Regions from separate parts of the Mus musculus genome. Here all the other regions are linked to region 3. Evidence: chromatin contacts called from public Micro-C and promoter capture Hi-C data. All regions are on one chromosome and are shown on one strand. Each heading gives the region's core, a stretch centred on a gene start, on an enhancer-like site or on the middle of the called end of the contact. The rest is flanking DNA. Distances are from core to core; before and after follow the strand shown. Region 1 holds the start of Slc49a4 (solute carrier family 49 member 4). Region 2 overlaps Slc49a4 (solute carrier family 49 member 4). Region 3 holds the start of Adcy5 (adenylate cyclase 5).

Region 1 (4,029 bases), core at 828-3,327, 610 kb before region 3:
TCCGCCCCACAGTTACCTGGCAACAGCCAGGTGTCTGACTCATGGTAAAAGGGGCTGATTGCCCCTCCTCTTTCTCTTGCTCTCTTGCCCTTGCTCCTTAACCTTTCTCCATTCCCCTCCCCCCTCCACGTGCTCATGGCCGGCCTCTACTCCTCTTCTCTCTCTGCCTTTACTCGCTCAACTCCGCTCCCATACCCTGAAGAAACTCTATTCTCTACTATACCTTTGTGTGGCTGGTCCCTCAAGGGGAAGGGATGCCTCAGCATGGGCCCGCGGAGCGGAGGCACCCCCTTCCCCAACACCTGACTACACATCCACCAAACATATTCTCCTTATTTTTATAAAACACAACAGACCCCAAATTAAATTTTTGTGTAGGTCACGGTTTTTGGAGCTTGGATTTTAGTGGAGGTTCTAAGTCCAATACAAATTATTAAAGAATCTTACGTGTCACTTTTGCTGTTGAATGGTGGATAAGAGAGGCATAAAATAGGATACAGGACACATTATCAGGAAGATAAATTGGTTTTTTAAAAAATGAGAGAATGATTTGGGACAGGAGAGATGGACTGTCAAGTAAAAACCCCTGGTGCACAAGTCTGGCGAACTCCCCAGAGACCTCCATAAAAAGTTATGGTCGCATACACCTGGAATCCCAACAGAGACAAGAGAATTGCCACAAAATTCCCTCAGAGGCCAGCGATCCTGGAGTCCTCAGAGGAACTTCTTACTCCACAGTGGTACTTGTCCCGATAGATCAGAAAACTGATCCGCACGACGTTAAGAAGCCACATGCTCTAAAAAGTCACTTTCTCCCAGGCCTAACACGCCGCGGGCGAGACTTGGGATGGAGCCGCGCCCATCCGCACCGCTCGGAGGCACTTCGGCGTCCCTGGCTCGCACCTACCTTCCTCCCCCACAGTTCTCTCGCCCAGGGTCGGGGGCGCGATGCCCTCGCAGCCTGCTGCCATGGTTATCGCGCCGAGGATGGAGAGAGCGCCAGGTGAGAGGGCTCACCGGGATCTGCGGCTTCCACACAGGAAGGATCCTCCGCCTCTGCCGGAACCGGCGCCGCCGCGGTCACGTGACGGCGCTGGGCGTGGCCACGCCGGTTTGTTTTGCTCTTTGGAAGCTGAAAGGCGGCGAGCACGTGGGCTGGGCTGTGGCTCCTTTCTTCCACCCTTAGCGTCTGCTGTTTCTCTTCCTTCTCTAGTCGGATCCTCCATCTTCGCCTTGGCTTTCTCTCAGTCGGACTCGCGATTTAGGAGACCCCGGGGCTGGCGTGCCTACTCTTCCACCTTGTTGGTTCCCTTGGCATCAGTGCCATTCCAGCTGGTTTTCGTGACTGCCTGGGAATACGAACCCCTTGAAGGCGTTCCCTGTGACTCATTTGCTGAGCCAGATATGTCAGCAAATGACTAGTTTTCAAGGACACAGGCAGCTGTCAGAGTTCTGGATTTGTGCATTTGAACAAATGAATGTCTATGTCTATGTGGTCAAGAGATGCACAATCTCCAGCTTTTGCCGTTTATTTAGTCTGGCTAACATACCAAGAGAGAGATCTAGGTCACTGTCTTCCAACTTTAACACAATCCATATTATTTACCCGTTTGCATGACAAACAAAATGGGTAGAAAAAACTCTTTATATGTATGAAGGAAAATTGGCTAGTTTATAATCTCACTGGATGCGTAAGACACATACAAAACCAAATGGTCTTCATGAAACAATACCCTGAGACCTTCCTAAACTTCAGTATCCTGCCGTCTATAATTTCTGCAGTTAGAAACCCAATAAAAACAAAAGTAAGCCTAATATAGACCCAAGCATTGGGATAAGTGACCCGAGGTCAGCGAGTTGTTTATTAGGCACGTGATGTAAACTTGGGCACTTCCTCCAAGCAACCCGCGAGTGACTGACTCAGCCTACTTCGCTCCAGTCTCCCAGCCGGCCGCGATCTTCTACCCTTTCCACTCGTAGGGTCCCGGGCTTCTCCCCGGGGCATTCCTGGGTTCCCAGCGAGCAGGGTGGACCCCGCCTCGCCTCCTCCCCTCGGGCTCGGGCGGCGCAGGCGCAGCAGACGCGCCCGGGAGGCCGAGGACTAGAGCAGCTCCGGCTCCGGCTCCCGCTCCACCCGCCCAGTCAGCTCCCGGCTGGTCTGCGGCCACCGGGACGCGTCGGGCAGGGCCGGCGGGCGGCGTCGCCATGGGCTCGGGTTGGAGCAGCGAGGAGGAGGAGCGGCAGCCGCTGCTGGGGCCGGGGCTCGGGCCTGCGCCGGGGGCTGCGCGCAGGGGCCGGGAGGCGACGGCCGTGCTGCCTGCGGCGGGCCCGAACCCCGGGAGGGTGTACGGGCGCCGCTGGCTGGTGCTGCTGCTCTTCTCGCTCCTCGCGTTCGCCCAGGGCCTGGTCTGGAACACCTGGGGCCCCATCCAGAACTCGGCGCGCCAGGCCTATGGCTTCTCCGGATGGGACATCGCGCTCCTGGTCCTCTGGGGGCCCATAGGCTTCCTGCCCTGCTTCGCGTTCATGTGGCTGCTGGACAAGAGAGGTAAGGGGTCCGGGACGCCTGCGGGCGTGTCCCTTCTCTGGGAGTTGGCGCCTGCCAGGATCCGGGCCTGCCTGTGTCTCCCTGGGCTTGGTCTAGGGGTTGTGTGAGGTGACCCAGTGTAGCTGGCATCCCATTCCTTACTCGGGAACCCTCTGTCCCCAAAGCGACAAATACGGAGGATGCTTTCCAAGTATTGATGTTTTGTGTTACGCCCTTTATGCCACAATCATCAGATGTAGAAGGCTTTGTATACTGTGGACATCAGAGCCATCCAGTGCACTTGCTATGAATGTCTTTGACACCTGACAAAAGTGACTCATGCTTAAATTTCAAAGAGATTTGGGGTGCTGAGAGCGAAAGATCAGAAGAGACTGGTGATGACCAGATGTAAGAGGGTAATGAGCTGGCGTGGTGACTCCAGCCCTGGATGACTGTTGGGAAACTCGGGTCTGACGCTTGGGTTTCTGGAAGGTAGAACCCCAGGTAAACCGAGAGCTTCCGCCTGGGTGACTTCTCAGTTGCGATTTATTACTCTCAGATAAAGATCGCAGATGCAGGAAGGCTCTCTTTCAGTTAGGGACTCCAGGCTTCTCACTTTGCCAATTGCCAGTGTGATTCTGTGAGATGAGGAAAAGGCCAGAGTGGAAAGAGTCAAGATGTTGAATTATCCCTCCAGAGGATAAATAAAACCCCCAGGAGGCTGCTGTGCACGATTTAGACTTCTTAGGTTATGAGGTCGGATACTGGTCGGAAACTGCTTTGTTTCTGTTCAGTCTTTTACGAGTTTTGATACAATAGATTCTTTGGGTAGTTTTGGGACATTGCCTTAGTCTACTGGCCCATTGACAAACAGCCATAAGCTTATAAAATGAAGGACATTTATTTATAACCCCTCTGGAAACCGGGAAGTCCAAGATGAAGGGCCAAGCAGAATGCTTATCTGGTGAGCATCGTTCATACAATGCTCATTTCTTTGTAATGTCATAAGGGAAGTGGCCAGGGATCTCTCTGGGGTCTCTCTTATGAGGGCAGTAACCCTATCTGTCCAGCCCTTGCCCTCAAAAATTTGTTTCATCCCCAGTCGGCCACCTCTTAGTTCAGTCACTTAGCTGGGAGTAGGATTTCAACATAGGAATCTGGGTGAACACAAACATTACCTGCAAAGTAAGAGTGGAACATAGGTTGATATGGAGCTGTGATCATCTGGTGCAACACAGTCCTCTAACTACTGCTGTGGCAAGAACAGAATCCAGCTGTGAGGTTCCCTCTCTTCCTGATGGTACGGGAACCCACGTGGAAGAGACAAGAAAACTGATGACTGAATACTTCCATGATCAACTTGAGTACAGGTGCTCAGAAAGGGAGGCTAGAGAGTTCTAAGCACTGAAGAGTAGGATCCAAAAGAAAAGGAAAGGTACTTCGGTATGTTCTACACTAGCACTCAGTCAGGTGCATTCTTGTTATTGTTGTTTTGGTTTGGT
Region 2 (4,093 bases), core at 730-3,229, 550 kb before region 3:
GGGAGAGGACATCTGCCTTCTACACAGAGCCTCGCATCTGCTGTGTTACAGCTTTAATTCACTTCAGTTGTGTCGAAGTGGAAATTGAGGGTCTGTCGCCTTTGCATGGCAAAGCTTCAGAACTAGTGTGTGTCCCTAGCACGACAGAAACAATTTTTCAGCTGATGGGCCCAGGTTTACTAAATGTCTGTGCAGCCATGCAGAACACGGTTTTTTCCTGTGAACTAGAAATACTTTCTTTCCTCACAGTATTTAAACGCAGCAGCTGATGTTGGATAATGTTATTCCCCGATGACTCTCTTTCCTTGGCTCTAGGTATAACATTATTGATCAGTGTAAAGCAGGAAGGCACCATAACCGCAGCACTCTAGAACTGCGTCCTACTCAGTTACACACACACACACACACACACACACACACACACCCGTTGGACTCTTTGTTAAGGAGAGTTTAGTTTCACTCACTGTTTTAGACGGTCCTTGCATGATGATGTACCAGCTCTGATGAAGATCTCTTAGGGCATGGCGAGAAAGATCACAGGGCAAGATGACGAAGACTAGGGAGGGGCAGTCAGAGTTTCCCACAGGAGCTCACCTCTCAAAGGTTCAGCACCACACATGGCCATGGAAGACTCAGGCCACGTTTCCATACTGTCTTACTGCAGAAGAACACTGGGTATTTGGTATCCGCTGCTCCTCTAGGTCCAGCAGCAGGGTTTTGTTTTGTTTTGTTTTGTTTTGTTTTGTTGGGGAGGAGGGGCTTGGGGGATTGTTGAGTCAGGGTTTCTCCATGTAGCCCTGGCTGTCCTGGAACTCACTCTGTAGACCAGCCTGGCCTCAGATTCAGAGATCTGCCTGCCTCTGCCTCCTGAGTGCTGGGATCAAAGGCGAGCACCACCACTGCCCAGCTGCCAGCAACAGCCAGTGGTAGATTCATCAGAGATTGACACCTGTTGTGCTGTAGCTGGGACTCATGCATAGTGGCCAGAAAAGTACCAAGCACCGTTTCTCCTATCTCTTACCTGCCCTGGTTACAACAAGAATTGTTCTGGCTGAGAGGAGAACACGGTCCTCTTATTAGCCGAATTCTAATCATGTGTTCTTACTCATATGTGAACAGCTGGTATAGGGTTCCTGCCTAACCTCTTGGCTGCTGTGAGCAAATGAAACGTGCAGTAATAATTAATTTAGTCCACCAAGATGATTTGCAGACAGAGAACTTTCAGTAAATGCCCGCATGTGGGTAGTGGATGTGCGGGTAGGTATGTGAGGGAGCACAGTGCACACGCTCTGGAGGCGTGTTTTGTTCCTTCTTGGTAGTTAACTCATTGATGCTATGGTGTAAATGAGCAGGCTTCTCTTGTAGAGAAGTGAGCCCTGTGAATATGTCAAGACCATGGACACAGCTTGCTTAGCAGTGTGACCCGAGTTGAAATCCCTCCATCCGAGGTTAGCTGTCCTGGCCCTACAAATCCTGCAGCAAAGTGCCACAGGCTTTAGGACTTTAGGATAAACTGCAAATCTAAAAACTTTGTAAAGTGATTTCCTCAAATGTCTCCTAGTCCTGCAGCCCAGAGTCCTAAATATTTTATACAATGAACTCAGTGATCTTCCATAAAGCCAGTGTGGAAGCAGCGTAATTCAGCAACTTTAAGATGAATACTTGCCTATGGAGTAGATGTGAGGTTCAGCTATTTATTATTGCTCTCTTCAAAGTCCTACTTTATTGGTTTTTAAGAAAGCCTGGAATTGGTTTGGTTGGTTGGTTGGTTAGTTGGTTTGAGATTTAGGCTCACTGTATTCACCAGGCTTGTCTCAGACTCCAGGGCCCTAGCCAGCCTCCCACCTTGCTCTCCTAAGTGACAATGACAGACGTGTGTCCCGTGTGTGCCTACAACCTGGCTTTGATCACAGTGAGCTGAGTTTAGCTCTCCTCTCAGAAAGTCCTCCGCTTCCTTGACAAGGTTCTTTCCCGCCCACACCAAGCTGTGTGGTGCCTGCGTCGGATAATTTTTCAAAGCTGTGCAACTCCCCGACATGAGCATGTACACTCAGTGCCTTGCCTGAGGATGGCTTCCCCCCGTGGTTGCCTCCAGCGTGAGGCCACCGGCGTATGTGGAGCTCTGGGCCACAGAGCCTTTCAGTTGGGCATTACATGAAACCGAATCAGAGATTCTGTAGTATTTTTCTGACCTGGGGTTTGCAAGGTCAGCTTCTAAAGAGAACGGTGCTTGTTCCCTACTGTGAGGGGACTGTTCCTCTGAGACCCTTGATGAACTGTGACAGTGCAGTGATGCCTTATTCTAAAAACATCACAGAAAAAAGCAGTGGGGGGAGGCTGCCATCCTCCATGTGCTCTCAAATGCAATCCGATTTATATTCTGAAGTTTGTCTTTTGTGCTGTATTTGGTCTAAGTGCAGCAGCGAGTTTTGTCTAAATGCATAAAGATTTTGAAGTGGCTGTCAGAATTTGAGTCTATAGTGTCATTCAGAAGATCCAGGGACCTGGCTGAGGCGGAAAGCATCACTAATGGGAAGGATCAGCAGGTGTGGACCAGGGATGTTACACCTAAGAAGGAGAGTGCTGTGGTGTTAGATTGGGACGGGGTATGTCTGGGAGGTTGGTGGTACTCCCTGTAGAGTGCAGGGAACAGGCCATTGGCAGGATCTGGGGTGCCCCCTGGATGCTCACTGGGAGAACAGAGATAGTTTTGTTGAACGCTGGTTGGCGCTGGAGGTTCTGGAGATGATGCTTGTAGATGATCAAACTGTAAGCATGGTGACATTGAGAAAGAAAAGGGAAGAGGTTAGCAGCTTCTGGGAGAAGGACAGAAGATGAACCAACAGTGCAGAGGTGCTGTGCAGGGTTGGCATGGTGCACAGGGCCAGTGCAGAGGTGCTGTGCAGGGTTGGCATGGTGCACAGGGCCAGTGCAGAGGTGCTGTGCAGGGTTGGCATGGTGCACAGGGCCAGTGCAGAGGTGCTGTGCAGGGTTGGCATGGTGCACAGGGCCTGTGTGGAAGTGCTGTGCAGGGTTGGCGTGGTGCATAGAGCTTGTGTGGAAGTGCTGTGCAGGGTTGGCGTGGTGCATAGAGCTTGTGTGGAAGTGCTGTGCAGGGTTGGCGTGGTGCATAGAGCTTGTGTGGAAGTGCTGTGCAGGGTTGGCGTGGTGCATAGAGCTTGTGTGGAAGTGCTGTGCAGGGTTGGCGTGGTGCATAGAGCTTGTGTGGAAGTGCTGTGCAGGGTTGACGTGGTGCATAGAGCTTGTGTGGAAGTGCTGTGCAGGGTTGACGTGGTGCATAGAGCTTGTGTGGAAGTGCTGTGCAGAGCCCAAGCAGAGTGAAATGTGGCACTTGAGCTTCAGATTGGCAGTGTGGATAAGGCTGCTGTGTGGTAGATGCTGCTCTTACAAGGGAGTCTTGCGCAGTCCTGCCTCCTGGTGTGTATTTCTCCCTCCTCTGGGGAGAATCAATGGGAAGGTTTTTAGGAAACTGCTCAGCCAAACAGATAAAGAATGCAAACATTTCAGTGGATTGGGTATCATTCAGTTATATTCTTTGATACAGAGCTCAGAAAGTCAGAAAGTTTGTTGGCTTTACAACTTAGATTAAATGTTTAAGAAACCCCCCTCTGCCACCCTTAACCCCACCCCCTACCCCACCTCTGTCCCCTGAGCCTCAGCTGTAAATGGTCTTCAGCATGGAGATGCAGGTGCTCCCCTGCCTCAGACCATTTGCTTTCTGAGAAGTGATTTTAAAGAGCACTTGCTACTTGTATGCTTCTAAAAGTAGATTTGACTTTTCAGAGAGACACAGTAATGAACAAACATCTGAACCTAGGCAGAAAAGAATTTCACCCTCTAATGAAATAAATGTTCAGCTTTGGCAGATTGGACAAAGACCCTGCTTGAAAGAGGGCCAGGGATTTGTCAGTCAGTCTTGGCATTTGCATTGCTTCCTATATATGTAGCTTCCTATAAATTAAAGTCACTGCGATTTAGTAGGTGAACCACACTGTCAGGTCTCTGATTCCTTATATCCAGCGTGCACACTGTGGCTGTCAAATCAGAGAGCTCACTGTGAGTTCAGCTGCTG
Region 3 (4,137 bases), core at 1,597-4,096:
ACTCCCAGCAGTCCAGCCTCAGGGGGCAGGGTTACAGCCTCCTCCTTAAGACTGGGCGACAGTCTTCCACAAGGCTGGAACCAGGGACTAGCTAACAAACCCAGAGGAGCTCAGGAGGGGTCGGCTGCTAGAGGGTCCAGCCACTTAGGTTGGGAGTGTTGTTTATACAGGACCAGAAGTTCTGAGAGAAATAGGGACTCTGAACATTTCTCAAATCCCCCTTTCTTGCTTAAGTTGGCAATTGTGACTAGTTCGAGGAATGTCTTCTACCAGGCCAACAGCATTACAAGCCTTACAAGAGTAGTCTTTAGTAGGTAAAGAAGCTAGGCATGGCGTGATGTGGCGTGGCATGAAGCCTTGTCTCTCTGGTTACTTTTGACCACTTTTAACTGGTGTAGACTTCATCCCTTTTCTCTAAAAATCAGGTCGAGGTCTGCCTACCCCTCAATCAAGTGTGGCCTAGTGGGGCCCTACCTGTTTCAGCAGAAACTGGTCCTGGGAGTTGGTGTGCAGAGAGATGGCCAAGTGGAGAGCCGACAGAAGCACCCCGCTGAGCACCGCAGCCCTCATGCGCACAGGCAGCAGGGTGTAGATGGTATAGATGAAGAACACGGTCCACCAGATGCCCTCGGAGGCGCTGCGTGGCTGTGGCAGCAACAGGCCCACTACCTGGACGGCCAGCACCACTGCAATGAGCGCATAGCAGGCCAGGCCCATGTGGTCCTGGTGGAACGCTGCACGGTTGCAGAGCACGGCCATGATAAGGATCACGCCCACAGCAGCTGCCAACACGGCCAGGTAGGCTATCTGGAGCGGGGGGCGCGCCGCGTGGAAAGCCAGCATGACCAGGCACACAAGCACCAGCACGGCCATGAGCATGGTGAGACTGCTCTGGTTCAGGCGGAAGAAGTAGCGCTGGTACAGACGCTCCAGTTTGTCCGACGGGAACTTCTTAGAGCGGAATATCTGCAGCAAGGCCAGGCAGCAGGCGCCCAACGACAGCACCGCGCCGGTCCCAGAGCCTGACGCCACAGAACTGCCTCCATCCTCCGACCCGTCTCCATCCTCGACGATGCCAGTCCCGGGCTCCAGCTCCTCGGCCGCTCGGCCTTTTCCTCGACGCTCCTCCAGGCCCAGCTCCACCGAGCGGGGGCGCACCTCTGTGCCACCTGCGGCCGCTGCGGCCGCCGCCGAACTGCCGCTGCCGCCCGCAGGGGGCGCCCGGGTGCTGCCCCCTCCAGCCGCGCCCCGCCGCTGCCGCCTGCTGCCGCGACCGCCGTCGTCGCCACCGCGCTCCTGCCAGGCGGACTTAGAGCGGAAGCTGAAGCCGAAGCCCCCAGCCAGAGGGTCATCACCGCTTAGTGGAGGGTCTTCGTCGTCATCGCCACCGCGCCAACGGCTGGCCAGGCGCTGCTGCTGTTGTGGGGTCACCGCTCCCCCAGATCTCTTGGTGGAGCCGCGGGTTGATCCCCCGGGGGCGTGGGGGTAGCCATTGGCGCGGGAATCGGCTTCTCCCCAAGCGGCGCGATGCTCCGGGCCTCCCCGGGGCGCTGGCGACGCCGCTGTCTGTGCAGCGTAGCCCGGGGGGCTCACGCTTTTGGAGCCGGACATCCCCCCCTCGGCCTCGTCGTCTTCTTCCTCTTCCCCCGGGGGCCGGGCCGGGGGTCTCCAAGGAGAGGGCGGACAGCCAAGCAGGGGGACCAGGCTAGGGTCACACGTCGAGGGAGGCCCGGGGCCCTGCGCAGCAGCGGGACATCGTGGCACCCCCGTCCTGAGCGGTGGAGGACAACGGGAAGGCTAGCGGGGAGACAGCGCAGCCCCGAGGTGAGAAGTAGCTACGAATTAGAGTCCAGAGTCCCAGGTCCGAGACGGAGTTGGCTCCGAGCGGTGGCAGTGGGGACAGCTCTGACTGCTGCGCCGGACGCAGAGATGTCCGGACTCCTGGCTCGCGTCGAGCTCAGGCTGGGAGTTGAGGAGCAGGCGGGACGGAGAGGTGTCCTTGCGGGCGGCGCCTCTCCGAAGCTGGCAGTTCCCGGGCGCGGCGCTCGTGGCTTTTGCCTAAGCCGAGAGCAGCGACTCTCCCAGCAAGGTGGCGGCGAGGGCGGCTCGGCAGGGGTCCCGGCACGGAGACGCAGCGGGTGCCCTTTGCTCGCAGCGCACTGGGAGCGACTGGGAGGTGCAGGCTCCTGCCAGCATTATTTTCTTACGAGGGGTGGGGAGGTGGGATGGGGGGTGGAGAGGACGGGGGAGGGGGCGGCGGGCGGAGCAAGAGCTCCGGAGCCCCGGGGAGGAGGGTCCTGGAGCCCGGGGGGGCCGTCGCCCGCATCCCCCACCTCCGGAGGCGCGAGTGGGAGCGTGGCCCCCGCGAAAGGCGAACAGAGCCTCCGGCGTGCCCGCGCAGGGGGCGGGGGCGAGGACCGGCTCCTGCGGTGCGGCCCTTCCCCTCTCGTCTCCTCCTGTCCCCCAGACCCAGCAGGCCGGCCCGTTCCGGCAGGTCCCGAGGGTTGAGTCGCTAGCTCCGCAAGCCCTGGGTTCCTCGTTGCCGGCGGCTGGCCCACCGTAGCCGAGCGCAGAACCACTACGCGGAGGGCGGAATCCGGCGCAGCGCCGCCGCCGTTCTGCCCCAACGCAGGCGGGCTTCTCCCGGGGACCACGGCATCCAGCGATGGAGGGCTGCGGCTCAACAGCAGCCGGCCGATAAGGGCCGGCCGAAGAGCCGCGGCGCCCCGGGGGCGCTCCCGAGGGGCCCGAGGGAGCCCGGCTCCGGGCGCGCCATGCACGCCTCGGGCCCTGCGCCGCTCCGGCCGCTCGCGCCGCTCCTCCCTTCTCGCCCGCTCGCCGCCGCCGCCGCCGGAGCGCCCTCCGCATCCCCTCCTCCCGCCGCCTCCCCGCCCCCCGCGCCGCTCGGGCCTCGGCTCACAGCGGCGTGCGGCCGCCTCCGCCCTCTGCCCTGCCGCCGCCCGCGTCCTGGCCCCGGCACCCCGCGAACATACTCAAGCCGGGCCCGGGAGCCGCAGGGACCCCCGCTCCCCTTCCTCACCTATATTTTCACTGCGCCCCTCCCTCCCTGGTGCCTGGAGCCGGGTCAACGGGCGGATCCCTCGTCGGACCTGGGTAGCGGGCAATCCACCCCCGATCGGGTCCTGCGACCCCAGTCCTATCTCCCCTCTTTTTATTACCCTTTTCTCCCCCACCCCCATTCAGCCCAACTTCAGCTACGGTGCTGCTCCCCCCTTCTCTGGTCCGGCTCTATTGGCCGCTTCCAGAGCTGTCAGACTCGAGTCCGGCGCTCTTATTGGGCGATTCTGTGGCCCGGCGACGGTGCCAACGGAGGGCGCGCCGGGTGGGGGGCGCCCCGACCGCTACTGCCGCAGGGAACTGGAGACAGAGTCCCTAGAGAGGACGGAGGGACCCAGAGCCAGACCCGGAAATGAACTAGGGAGATGCAGAGACTGAGGATGTCTGGGGCACAGAAAGACAGCGATGGAAAAGATGGAGTTGCTAGCAGTGGGTGAGGCCGATGCAGCCAGGGTGGGGCGAGCAGGACCACTTTGGAGCATAGTTACTAAGAGGAAACACCACTGACAGCTGTGGGAACACCTGGCGTTTATAAGGAGCCCTTTGCCTGTTCATGTGTTTTAAATCCCATGTGGTTCTAGTAACAGCCATGGGCTCGGATGGGGGACAGGGCCTGTGTAGCTATTTCCTATTTGCAAATGTGGAAACTGAGGCTCTAAGAACTTAGCCAACTTGGAATACACCACACAGGTCTCCTAACCCACAATCCAAAGATCTTTTCTTCAGTGCTACGCTGGCTTCCACACCTACCCAGATGCTCCCACAGGCAAGCTAGTCTCCTTGCCAGTCAGGGAAGCAAAAATGACCCTTCTGGGAACTCCTGAATAAAGGCAAGGGTAGACAAGAGTAGACAGCTGAGTAGAAGATCTGGGTCTGTCTGCCTCTTCAGCTCCCTTGACCCCCTAAGCTGTCCTAACCGGAGTTCTGGCAGTTTTGCTTGGGGAGGGTGACTTGTATGCTGTCAGCCCCTTCATCCTTCTGCCGTCCTCCAAAGTTGACAAGAAGCCTAGAGGTCCACATCCTCCTCCACTGCTCATCTCCTTGGCAACTGAAGATAAA

What was found. Promoter capture Hi-C pulls out the DNA fragments that hold promoters and counts their contacts. A called contact is a pair of places that touch in the nucleus more often than the background predicts.
Region 1: a contact with region 3 is called in a Micro-C map of embryonic stem cells, with 5 times the contacts expected there. The contact joins the promoter of Slc49a4 here to the promoter of Adcy5 in region 3. A contact is called at or near these places in 1 of 39 promoter capture datasets (hippocampal neurons), 2 of 484 Hi-C or Micro-C datasets (both in embryonic stem cells) and 3 of 115 datasets of contacts at active chromatin or transcription factors (astrocytes, embryonic forebrain and embryonic hindbrain).
Region 2: a promoter capture Hi-C map of hippocampal neurons shows a contact between it and region 3, with 3 times the contacts expected there. The contact joins the enhancer-like site here to the promoter of Adcy5 in region 3. A contact is called at or near these places in 4 of 39 promoter capture datasets (embryonic stem cells, hippocampal neurons, liver and 1 more) and 3 of 115 datasets of contacts at active chromatin or transcription factors (embryonic stem cells and stem cell-derived neural progenitor cells).

What each region holds. Positions count from the first base shown.
Region 1 is chr16:35,767,418-35,771,446 of GRCm38.p6, reverse strand. It overlaps Slc49a4 (solute carrier family 49 member 4), which reads left to right and starts at 2,077. Exons shown (of 9, transcript NM_153550.4): 1 at 2,077-2,548. The coding sequence starts at 2,206. It overlaps Hspbap1 (Hspb associated protein 1), which reads right to left and starts at 1,061. Exons shown (of 8, transcript NM_175111.3): 1 at 908-1,061. The coding sequence starts at 971.
Region 2 is chr16:35,699,872-35,703,964 of GRCm38.p6, reverse strand. The region is part of intron 8 of Slc49a4 (solute carrier family 49 member 4); the gene reads left to right. Among named protein-coding and RNA genes, the nearest start is that of Gm25967, 20 kb to the left of the region's middle. Within about 2 kb of position 1,979, at least 7 of the 459 cell types and tissues checked have an H3K27ac peak or open chromatin away from gene starts, as enhancers often do. A contact at or near this core is called in hippocampal neurons, where this site is marked.
Region 3 is chr16:35,153,573-35,157,709 of GRCm38.p6, reverse strand. It overlaps Adcy5 (adenylate cyclase 5), which reads right to left and starts at 2,846. Exons shown (of 21, transcript NM_001012765.5): 1 at 475-2,846. The coding sequence starts at 1,611.